Regions from separate parts of the Mus musculus genome. Here region 2 is linked to region 1. A link is a contact called in public HiChIP or PLAC-seq data. All regions are on one chromosome and are shown on one strand. The core of a region is the stretch at or near the end of the contact, and the rest is flanking DNA. Distances in the headings are between cores, read along the strand shown.

Evidence for each region. HiChIP or PLAC-seq counts read pairs in DNA pulled down with a chosen protein or histone mark.
Region 2: a FOXA1 HiChIP or PLAC-seq map of pancreatic cancer cells shows a contact between it and region 1. The contact joins two enhancer-like sites. A contact is called at or near these places in 3 of 39 promoter capture datasets (liver and pre-B cells), 1 of 115 datasets of contacts at active chromatin or transcription factors (pancreatic cancer cells) and 1 of 9 other capture datasets (liver).

The regions. Positions count from the first base shown.
Region 1 is chr11:53,459,505-53,464,193 of GRCm38.p6, reverse strand. Shroom1 (shroom family member 1) reads right to left here. Exons shown (of 8, transcript NM_027917.3): 2 at 1-971. The coding sequence starts at 939. Among named protein-coding and RNA genes, the nearest start is that of Shroom1, 4.6 kb to the right of the region's middle. Within about 2 kb of position 2,358, at least 31 of the 459 cell types and tissues checked have an H3K27ac peak or open chromatin away from gene starts, as enhancers often do. A contact at or near this core is called in pancreatic cancer cells, where this site is marked.
Region 2 is chr11:55,234,730-55,239,418 of GRCm38.p6, reverse strand. It overlaps Slc36a1 (solute carrier family 36 (proton/amino acid symporter), member 1), which reads right to left. Exons shown (of 11, transcript NM_153139.4): 11 at 3,089-4,689. Among named protein-coding and RNA genes, the nearest start is that of Slc36a1, 33 kb to the right of the region's middle. Within about 2 kb of position 2,353, at least 11 of the 459 cell types and tissues checked have an H3K27ac peak or open chromatin away from gene starts, as enhancers often do. A contact at or near this core is called in pancreatic cancer cells, where this site is marked.

The DNA.
Region 1 (4,689 bases), core at 1,109-3,608:
CTGGACAGTGGCCACAGTCCTTTCTGAACCCTTGCAGGGACCCATGACCTCGCCTGAAACACTCTGACTCCGACCCGCAGGTCTATGGGCATTGCCAAGATCCGCTGGCCCGGAATTCAGCTCCGTTGAGCTTAGGGACTGAGTCTCCAGCAGCCCTTTGGACTTTGCGTGCATCCCACGCTGCAACTCCTGCGTGGAATAATCTTTTCTCAAGTCCTCACCAGTGGGCCCACCGCTCCAACCTACGCGATGTAATTTGCCTGGCTCAGAGAAGCAGCACTGCCGCTGCTGGCTGGAGAGACGCCCCCGGCCAGCAGCAGCTAGCGCTGGGACAGCGGTGCGCGCCGGCTCCTCTTCTCCCAGCTCCTGGCTGCTGGAGGCGGAGCGCACGTGCGCCGTGGGAAGTCGCGTGGGGACTGCGGGACGCAGGCGGCCCGGCAGGCTCATGCGAAACTCCTTTCGCTGGAAGGACGTCTCCCGCAGCACTCGTCGCTGTGCACCCTGCAACCGCTGGCGGTAGGCGTCCCGCGAGGCTGGCGGGCTGGGCGGCTCTGCGGTGTGAGCTGTAGCTTCAGCCTCCGCGGCCAGCGCGTACAGCAGTGGGGTGTCTTGTCTGTTTAGTGGTCCCGGGCTTCCCTGGACCTCTGGGGACCGTGGGTCACTGTGCCCAGCGACTGCCTGCACAGGTCGCTGAGTCGTTGAAAGGACAGCGTCCTTCGAGGTAGGAGATTGGCTGCCCCAAACCACTCGCACGTAGTCCCAGTCTAGGTAAGGGAGGCGCTCGGTGCCAGGGGACGGAGTGCGCGTCTCAGGATCACCAGACGCCGTGGAGAAAGAGCTGTAGGCAGAGTCGGCGCGCGTGGACAACCGTCGCAAGTCCAGGCTTTCAGTGGCTGAGGCCTGGGAGGTGCGGTCTCTCCCAGTACCCAGGGCCTCCATGCTTATACAGTTGGAAATTGGAGTTGGCAGACCTGGTGGTGGGGGCCGAAAAGAACAAAAAAACAAAAAAATCAAAACATAGATGGGTTGGTGAGTGAAGAGTTCAGGTAAGGGCTAGGACAACCTGCTGGCTCCTTTGCCGAGGAGAACTGGGGGCTTACACGTGCCCTCCCCGGTCACAGGGTTCCTAGCTCTGGCATCTTCTTTCTCATCAGAATGGTAGAGAAACTCTTGAGGTTGACACGGTCTGGGCAATAGGATGCGCGCAAGTCTGGGCGTTAGTTAGGAACCTTAGTTCTGACGTAGTAGATCCACTCCCTTGCCAGGGCTTCCCTAGTGGTACCTCTGCTCGGACACTCCTGCCGTGCTGAGACCAGGCACATGCTCAAACTCCAGTCCCACCCAGGCTGCTTCCTGGCCATTCTGTTAGCGTCTATGTTTGATCTTTTCCTGATAAACAATGATCAAGAACATTGAGATCACAGAGGAGCCCAGAAAAGGAATGCCAGAGGCAAGGCAGGAGCAGCGACAGCTTCTCAATTTGTCCACCCCCATTCTGTGCCCTTTATGGTCCAGGTGTGTAGCATAAATACTCATCTTAGTCCTCAACCCCCTAGGTGCCTTTTTTTTTTTTTTCAGATGAGAACCCCGCGGTTCTGAGGAGGAAGTGACCCGGCCCAGAGACACACACAGGTCGTAAGTGGCAGAGCCCTGCCTAGAATCGAGGCATGTCTCCAAGTTCACTGCAGCCAAAATTAATTTCCTAGAGGCAAACCCTGGCCAAAGCCCTTGCCATGGTCCCTCTTTCTCCAAGAAAACCCACAGTCAAAGTGTGAAATAAGTCAACTTCAAGTGCCATAAATTCCATAATAATACATTGGGTGGGCCCGCAACTATGTCTTCTGTCTAGGGAGCTTCATCAGACACCCACCTCTCTCATGCTACACCCACAGGACTCAGCTTGGAGGTCATGGGGTTCTTTGGGGGGGGGGGTCACTCATCACCCCTACTCTGCCATTGTTTTTTATTTCCTCCTCCCATTCCCACCCCCTGAGTGTCCTGGGGACAGGCCCTGCCTTTATATGTCACTCAGTGCCTGGCACCAGCCCTGGCATGTAGTCAATGTTAAATAAATAGTTGGTGACTGGCAAGGGGACAGACGGAGGCATGGGGAGTTGGTAGAGGGGTGGCCTTGGTAGAAAAGAGGAGGTTTACTGTCTTCCCCGCCCCCTTCTCCCCTCCCTATTAGTCTTTTCTGGGGAAAGCAACAGAATGGCTGAGGAGGCCCTGGCCACCACGGGTTTAACCAGGTTACTCATGCGTTATCAGGAAGAAACAGAGCCTGCAGGCAAGCAGGACTGGCTGGAAATTGATCTCTCCCCAGTGCCAGGAGGCAGAGCAAGGGGGAAGGCCTGTGTGGCTGCGCTGGGATTGGCTGAGAGCAGCTCTGAGGTTTGAGGATCTGTGACTCCCAGTGACCTATGTTGGAAGGTTGTCTTCCTTGACCTGCTTGGTTAGGGTGCAGAGAATAGGGTGGCACACACTGGGGGTGTGGTCCCAAAGCAGGCTCATTTGAGCTTCCCAGACACTTTGGAATACAGGTGGGCAAATCTCTCTGGGATGCAGTAGTCAACACATTGCTGGGAGTGGGGCCAGGAGCATAAAGCCTTCCTAAAGTGGAGAGGCAAGTGAGCCTCCACTAGACCTAGGGCCAGACTCTTGATGTGACCACACTGGGTGACTGACTCTTCATGTACAACAAGGCCAGCCCTGTTGGTTAGTCTTTACACTCAGGGCTGGTGATCTTTTCACAAAGGCCACAGGAGGGTAAGAAGCTACCAACTGAGTGACAGCCTCTAAGAAAATAGGCAACTCCTCTAAAAGGCCTACCCTGGCTGCTTAGACACCAGTGCGCTCGCTTTCTCTCTCTTCCTACGTTTTCTTTTCTTTAGAAACTTTTTTTTTTTTTGGCTAGGCAGTAGCGGCACACACCTTTACTTCCAGCACGTGGGAAGCAGAGGCAGGCGGATCTTTCTAAATTAGAGCCCAGCCTGGTCTACAGAGCAAGTTCCAGGACAGCCAGAGCTACACAGAGAAGTCCTGTTTCAAAAAAACAATAAAAATAAACAAATAAATAGGTTATCGGATGTGTGTGGTATATGCACAGGTGTGTACATTGGAAGCCAGAGGTGGATGTCTAATATCTTCCTCTGCCTCTTTTCACTTTTTTTTTTTTTTTTTTTTTGAGAAAGGGTCTCTCAATTATGTAGCCTTGACTGTCCTGGAACTTTTTAAGTAAACCAGGATGGGCTTGAACACTCAGAGATCCACTTTCCTCTACCTCCCAAGTGCCAGGATTAAAGACATACACCACCAAGCTTGGTTTACCCTACTTTTTTGTAACAGGCTCTTTGTTTTGCTTTGTCTTTTTTTCTTTCTCTAAACAGGGTTTCTCTGTGTTGCCCTGGCTGTCCTAGAACTCACTCTGTAGGCCAGGCTGGCCTCGTTAAAGGTGTGTGCCACCACTGCCTGGCTGAGACAGGCTCTTTTACTGAACATCATTTAGCTAGGCTAACTGGCCAATGAGTTTCAAGAATTCCCCTGTCTCTTCTCCTCCCCCCTACCCAGCAACAGCACCCTACTCTTCACTTGGGTGCAGGGGAGTCAAGGTTAGGTCTGCATGTTCATACAGCAGGTGACTTACTAACTCAGCCAGCTCTCCAACTCCTCTCTTCCTAATCTTTGTAAACCCAGATCATGGGCTGGCATATGTCATTCGTGCCTGGCCACGTTGGCATGCCAGAAAAGTAGAGGTGATGAAGTACAAAGATATGTCCTCAAAGGAGGCTTTGAGGCTGGAGACATGACTCAGTGGGTAAAATGGCTGCCAAGACTCAACGTGAGTCTGATCCTGGAGACCATAGGAGAGGAAGAACCAATCCAACATGTTCACTGGCTCTGAGTCATGAGTGTCTTCTCTCTCTCTCTCTCTCTCTCTCTCTCTCTCTCTCTCTCTCTCTCTCTCTTTTCTACACCCACAAATAAATAAGAAAAATATTAAAAAAAATAAATCATGAAAATCTATATTAGTGAGTTTCTGTGTCCAGCATGACCAAGGCATGAATGACCAGATAAAATCTGCTTAAGATGGCTGGAGAGATGTGCCAAGAGCACTTGCTATGATAGATATGATGGTACACACTTTTAATCCCAGCACTTGGAGAACAGGGGCAGGAGGAGTTCTATGAATTTGAGGTCAGCCTGGTCCACATAGCAAGTTCCAGCCAAGGCCTGTCTCAAAAATCAAACAAGCAAACAAACAGAATCCGAACTTGCTGCTTTTGCATGGGACCCAAATCTGGCTCCCCAGCATCCACATCTGTCAATCCCCATCTGACAAATATCTGTAACTTGAGTTCCAGGGGATCCCATGCCTTCTTCTGTCTTCCAAGGGCACTTGACATGCGCGTGGTACACACATACATGAAGGCAAAACACACCCATACACATAAAAATTTTTTTAAAAAACATAAAAATAAACCTTAAAAGCAAAAACAGCTTAAGAGACAGAAAGGTGACTCACTGGGCAGGGCTGTCCACTGCACAGGCCCGACAACTTGAGTATGATCTCCAGGATCCATATACGAAGTCAGATTCAGGGGCTGGACCTACGATGGCCCAGCAGTTAAGAGCACTGACTACTCTTACCATGCACCTAACTTTGGTTCCCAGCATCCACACAGCTCATAA
Region 2 (4,689 bases), core at 1,104-3,603, 1.8 Mb before region 1:
ACTGAAGCCTCAGGGACAGGCTCAACCCTAGGTCAGACGCTGAGGGGAGAGACGCTCACTTAGCCAATGCCCTCAGCAGTTTAGCAGTGAGGCAAGCAGCCGAGTACAGAGACTCTCATCATCCACGCCATTGGTTCCCGGACTTGCCAAGGTTACCAAACTCTGTAGAAGGTTTAGTCCCTGGTGTAAAAGTGTGCGATTTGCCTGTGACCTAAACAGGTCTTCGTACATACTGTCTGTCCTCTCTAGATTATTTCTCACGCCTGAGGTCAGTCACGTGGATGAGAGGTGAGGGAACCACAAAGCCCGTCTATACTTGATATTAAGTGCAATGTTTCCTGTGTTCACTGGGTTGAATCTGCAGCTGAGGTACCTGTAAGGCCATGGAGGGCTGATGGAGCCACATCTCCCTAGCACAGCTAGGCCTGAGGCTAATCAGATAACAACACAGAGCTGAGGGAGGAGCCATAAATTTCCACCAAATTAGCCAGGGAAGATTCCAGAGACAAACTGAATCCTGACTTGGGAAGCAGAGGCAGGTGAATCTCTCGGAGTCTGAGGCCAGCCTGATCTCCAAAGTGAGTTCCGGGACAGCCAGGGCTACCCAAAGAAACCCTGCCTCAAAGAAACAAAACAACAACAGCAAAAAAGTTGAGTCCCAGGTTGGGCATAGACAAGGGCAGCCTGCTAGGTCAGGCACAAGTAATGATGTGAAGACTCAGGGCACCCAGCAGGTCTTGGGGGTGAGAAACTTCTCTGTGCCCTCTAAAGGAGATGAAGCAAATGAGGCATGGTGAGAGTGGTGGGAGGCAGGAACCAGGGGTCTCAGGAGGCGAGTCCTGGCTAGTTAGAAAATGTGAATCCCAGACACATTTTTAAAAACCCTCTAATGTCTCTATGTGCAAAGGAGCTATTGCCAGAAGTTTCTTTCCCTTTAAATAAGATGCTATATAGAAAACTGTTGATTGTCATTGACATAACGTCTCAAAACATGATTCTACCATTACCATTGAAAAGGCAGCCAGCCTCTGAGTAGTCCACACATCCGCACACCTTTGCTCCAGGGCCAAGGGCAGAGTAGAATGGAGAGATGGGAGGTGGCTCAGTGGGTAAGAATGTTTTCTGCACAAGCGTGAAGACCTGTGTTCAGATACCCAGAACCCACATTAAAACCTAAGGTATGGACATACATGCTTACAGCCTGTGTCATAGGGGCAGACTAGAGAATTTCCGGATTTGGCTAACATCCAGCCTAGCTCCAGGTTCAGTGAGAAATCTTGTCTCCAGGGAGTAAGCAGGATACCCAACATCTAGGTGTGCACACTTGCACACATATATATGCATATTATCACAATATATTTTAGAAGGCAACCATCTACATTTCTTTTTAAAGATTTATTTATTTATTACATGTTAAGTACACTGTAGCTGTCTCCCAACACACCAGAAGAGGGCATCAGATCTCATTATGGATGGTTGTGAGCCACCATGTGGTTGCTGAATTTGAACTCGGGACCTTTGGAAGAGCAGTCAGTGCTCTTAACCACTGAGCCATTCCTCCAGCCCCAACCTTCGACATTTTTATTGATATGGTCTCACCAAGCTGCACATTGAAAAATAGGCAAATTTTGCTATATGTAGATCAGAATTCAATCTATTTAAAAAGATGAGGGAGACCATGGTCTATGAGAGCGGTTCTCAACCGTCCTAATGCTGCGACCCTTTAATACAGTTCTGCGTGTTGTGGTGACCCCAACCATAAAATTATTTTTGTTGCTACTTCATAACTGTATTTTTGGTACTATTATGATTCATGATGTAAATGCGTGTGTGTTCCATTGGTCTTAGGGGGACTCTTGTGAAAGGGTCATTCAACCTCCCATCTCCGAAAGGAGACTGAGAGCTGCTGGTCTAGGACAAATGTACCATTCAAGATTCACGGTCTCCAAGCACATCTGCAAAGGGCAGAAATGAAGAGGCTGCCTACCTAGGAAAGCCGGGTCAGCTCACTGTCAGTCATACCGGTCAGCTCACTGTCAGTCATACGCATGTCTCCAGCAGAGCAGGGCTTACCTTGAAGAACTTGGAGATCTGGGGTTTGAATTATAGCCATTACATAGGAATGGAGCCTTGATGCAGACGATCATGTAAATAAGTGTTGACTCCCTTCAGTTTTCTAAGCCCCGCATCCTTCTGACACTCCCTTCACCCTCCTGGCTGAGGCTGTAAGCAAAGGGAAGAGGCAGGTACCAGGAGAAGCACAGGAACTCTGGTACCGACCCCTGCTGTGTTCTAGTTCCTTGTGCCCCCTGCTGTGTTGTGGTTCCTTGTACCAGCTGGTGGCCTGTAAAGACTGACTGGCTCTTTCTTTGGGACCTTGGGTTGACTCAGTGTATGTGTGCACACACAGTCATGCACCAGACAAGGAACATGAGTGGTTGGCCACACATGCAATTGTGACCTAATTATTTATTCTGCCTGGTGACTCAGTAGGCATTTCAGTTAATGTAGGTAAATTCTCTCTCTCTCTTTCTCTCTCTCTCTCTCTCTCTCTCTCTCTCTCTCTCTCTGTGTGTGTGTGTATGTGTGTGTGTGTGTGTGAGAGAGAGAGAGAGAGAGAGAGAGAGAGAGAGAGAGAATATAGAAACAAATTTCAAAGGAGAACTAGCTTAGCTGTGGCTGACAGGTGTACAGTTCCTAGGGCTGGTCTCCACTCAAGTGTGGAAGCTGAGAAGCTGGTCTTGTGGTCTGGAGATAGGATTCCTCCTCAGGGAGGCCACGGTTTAAGAACTTTTGGATGTGATGAAGCCACCCACACTAGCAAGGGTAATCTTTACTTTGTCAACTGCTCTAAATGTTAACATTTGCAAACACCCAGGCTCATATTTGACTGAAAAACCAAGCTGATCCCTAAAACTACCCACTGGTATATGCAGAAGGCGACCCAGGATTTCGGGAGAATATCGAAGTGGTTTAGGGAAACAGGGTTGCTTTCCCTTTCTCAGACCCCTGTCCCTTTGTCAGATTGTCCTAACTCAGTGATTTTTTTTCCCTGAAGTGTGAAAACAAAGACACAGTTTGCAACCTCTCAAAAATAAAAAATAAAATTCATTTATTGAAGTGGAAATTTAACACAAGATCCATATGTGCAACCCAAATGAGACCTAGAAGCTCTGACATGACCCACACATGTACACAATGCACATCTGAAGCTATGACATGACCCATGCATGTTCGCAATGCACATCTGAAGCTCTGACATGCCCCACGCGTGTACGCAATGCACATCCAGGTAGGCGCCAGCACACGGTACTGTCTGGCTGTTAAGACTCTCTGTAGGGCAGTTCTCTCGTTCCTTGATTTCAACATATACTGACAGCTTTACGATATAGACGTGGGATTTTATTATTCATAAAAAAAAAATTCCAGCTTCTTCAACATCGGCTTGATTTAAACCAAAGAACAGGGTAAACACCAGGCTCCTTCCAGCCTCATTTTCTGCTGCTTTTTTTTGATAACTGCTTATGAGCACGGTTTAATGTCTCTGACCAGTGAATGGCTCGGGACACACAGAAAAAGAAGACACCGGCCAGACGGAAGCTGGCGCGGCCAGCAGGACTAAAGTGCCTTCAAGTATTGACCACAGTTTCAAAGATGAGCCACATGGCCCGCTTTCCCCTAATGGTATCTGATTTGTAATGTACTTTGGAAAATTAAATTCTCAAGCCAGCTTGGCGCCACCCTCCTGATTGCCACGTCCGACCACTCTGTCTGGTTCCCATATCAGGCCCCAGAAAGCCTCAGTGTGCCAGTGGGAATGGTGGCTGGGGCTGGCTAGCAGGGAAAGCAAACCCTTGTCCAGAGCCCTTGTCGGGCAGGCAGGTGGGCGGGCGGGCATTAGAAGGGGGTAGTGAGTGCTGTAAACATGATCTGAGCTCTGCACTTCCTGGAAGGATCAAGTGAAACAATGGAATCCAAAGAGCAGACACTGACGGGAGGGAGAAATCTGAGGATGAGACAGCCTAAGGACAGGCTCTGGGATCTAGCTTCAGACCACTGATCACACTTAGCACAAGACTTCCAGGGGAAGAGAGCAGACAGGAGCACCTGCCCATAGGTGTGGCTAGTGAGGTGAGACAGGTGGGCCTAAGCTAACCTCTACCTCTCCCGACCCAGACAGCAGCACAAGTGATGCCACAGCTAAGGGCACGGTGGGTTGCTCGGGCTAGATCACATGCTTCCCAGCAAGTGCTCACATTCAAGTTTTCGATAACTGGCCTCTGACTTTGGGTACAGACAAGGAATGGGCTGGCAAGGATGGGGCATGTCTGCCTCTGGGGCATCTGGATTCAGGCTTAGTTTCCACAAGCCTTGTCTATATTGTTCTGCCCAAGCTCCCATTTATCTGTTTTCCCACCGGGGGCCATCTGGCTCCAAACTGACAGTGGGAGGGGTCAGGAGGGCTCTGACTCAGGGCTCCTGTGGGCGCCTGGGCTGTGTGTGGCGCCTGGCACTATGTGCTTAGCAGCTTCCTGGTGTCCATCCAGAAAGGCCCTGACCTTGCTCAAAGAGTCAGGTCACCAAACTGACAGTACCTCAGGAGTATAGCAAGAGGTCAAAAGATGTGGGCCATACCAAGGTACCAAGGAAGCTGCCCTCAGCCAAATGCTACAGAAGGCACACCACACC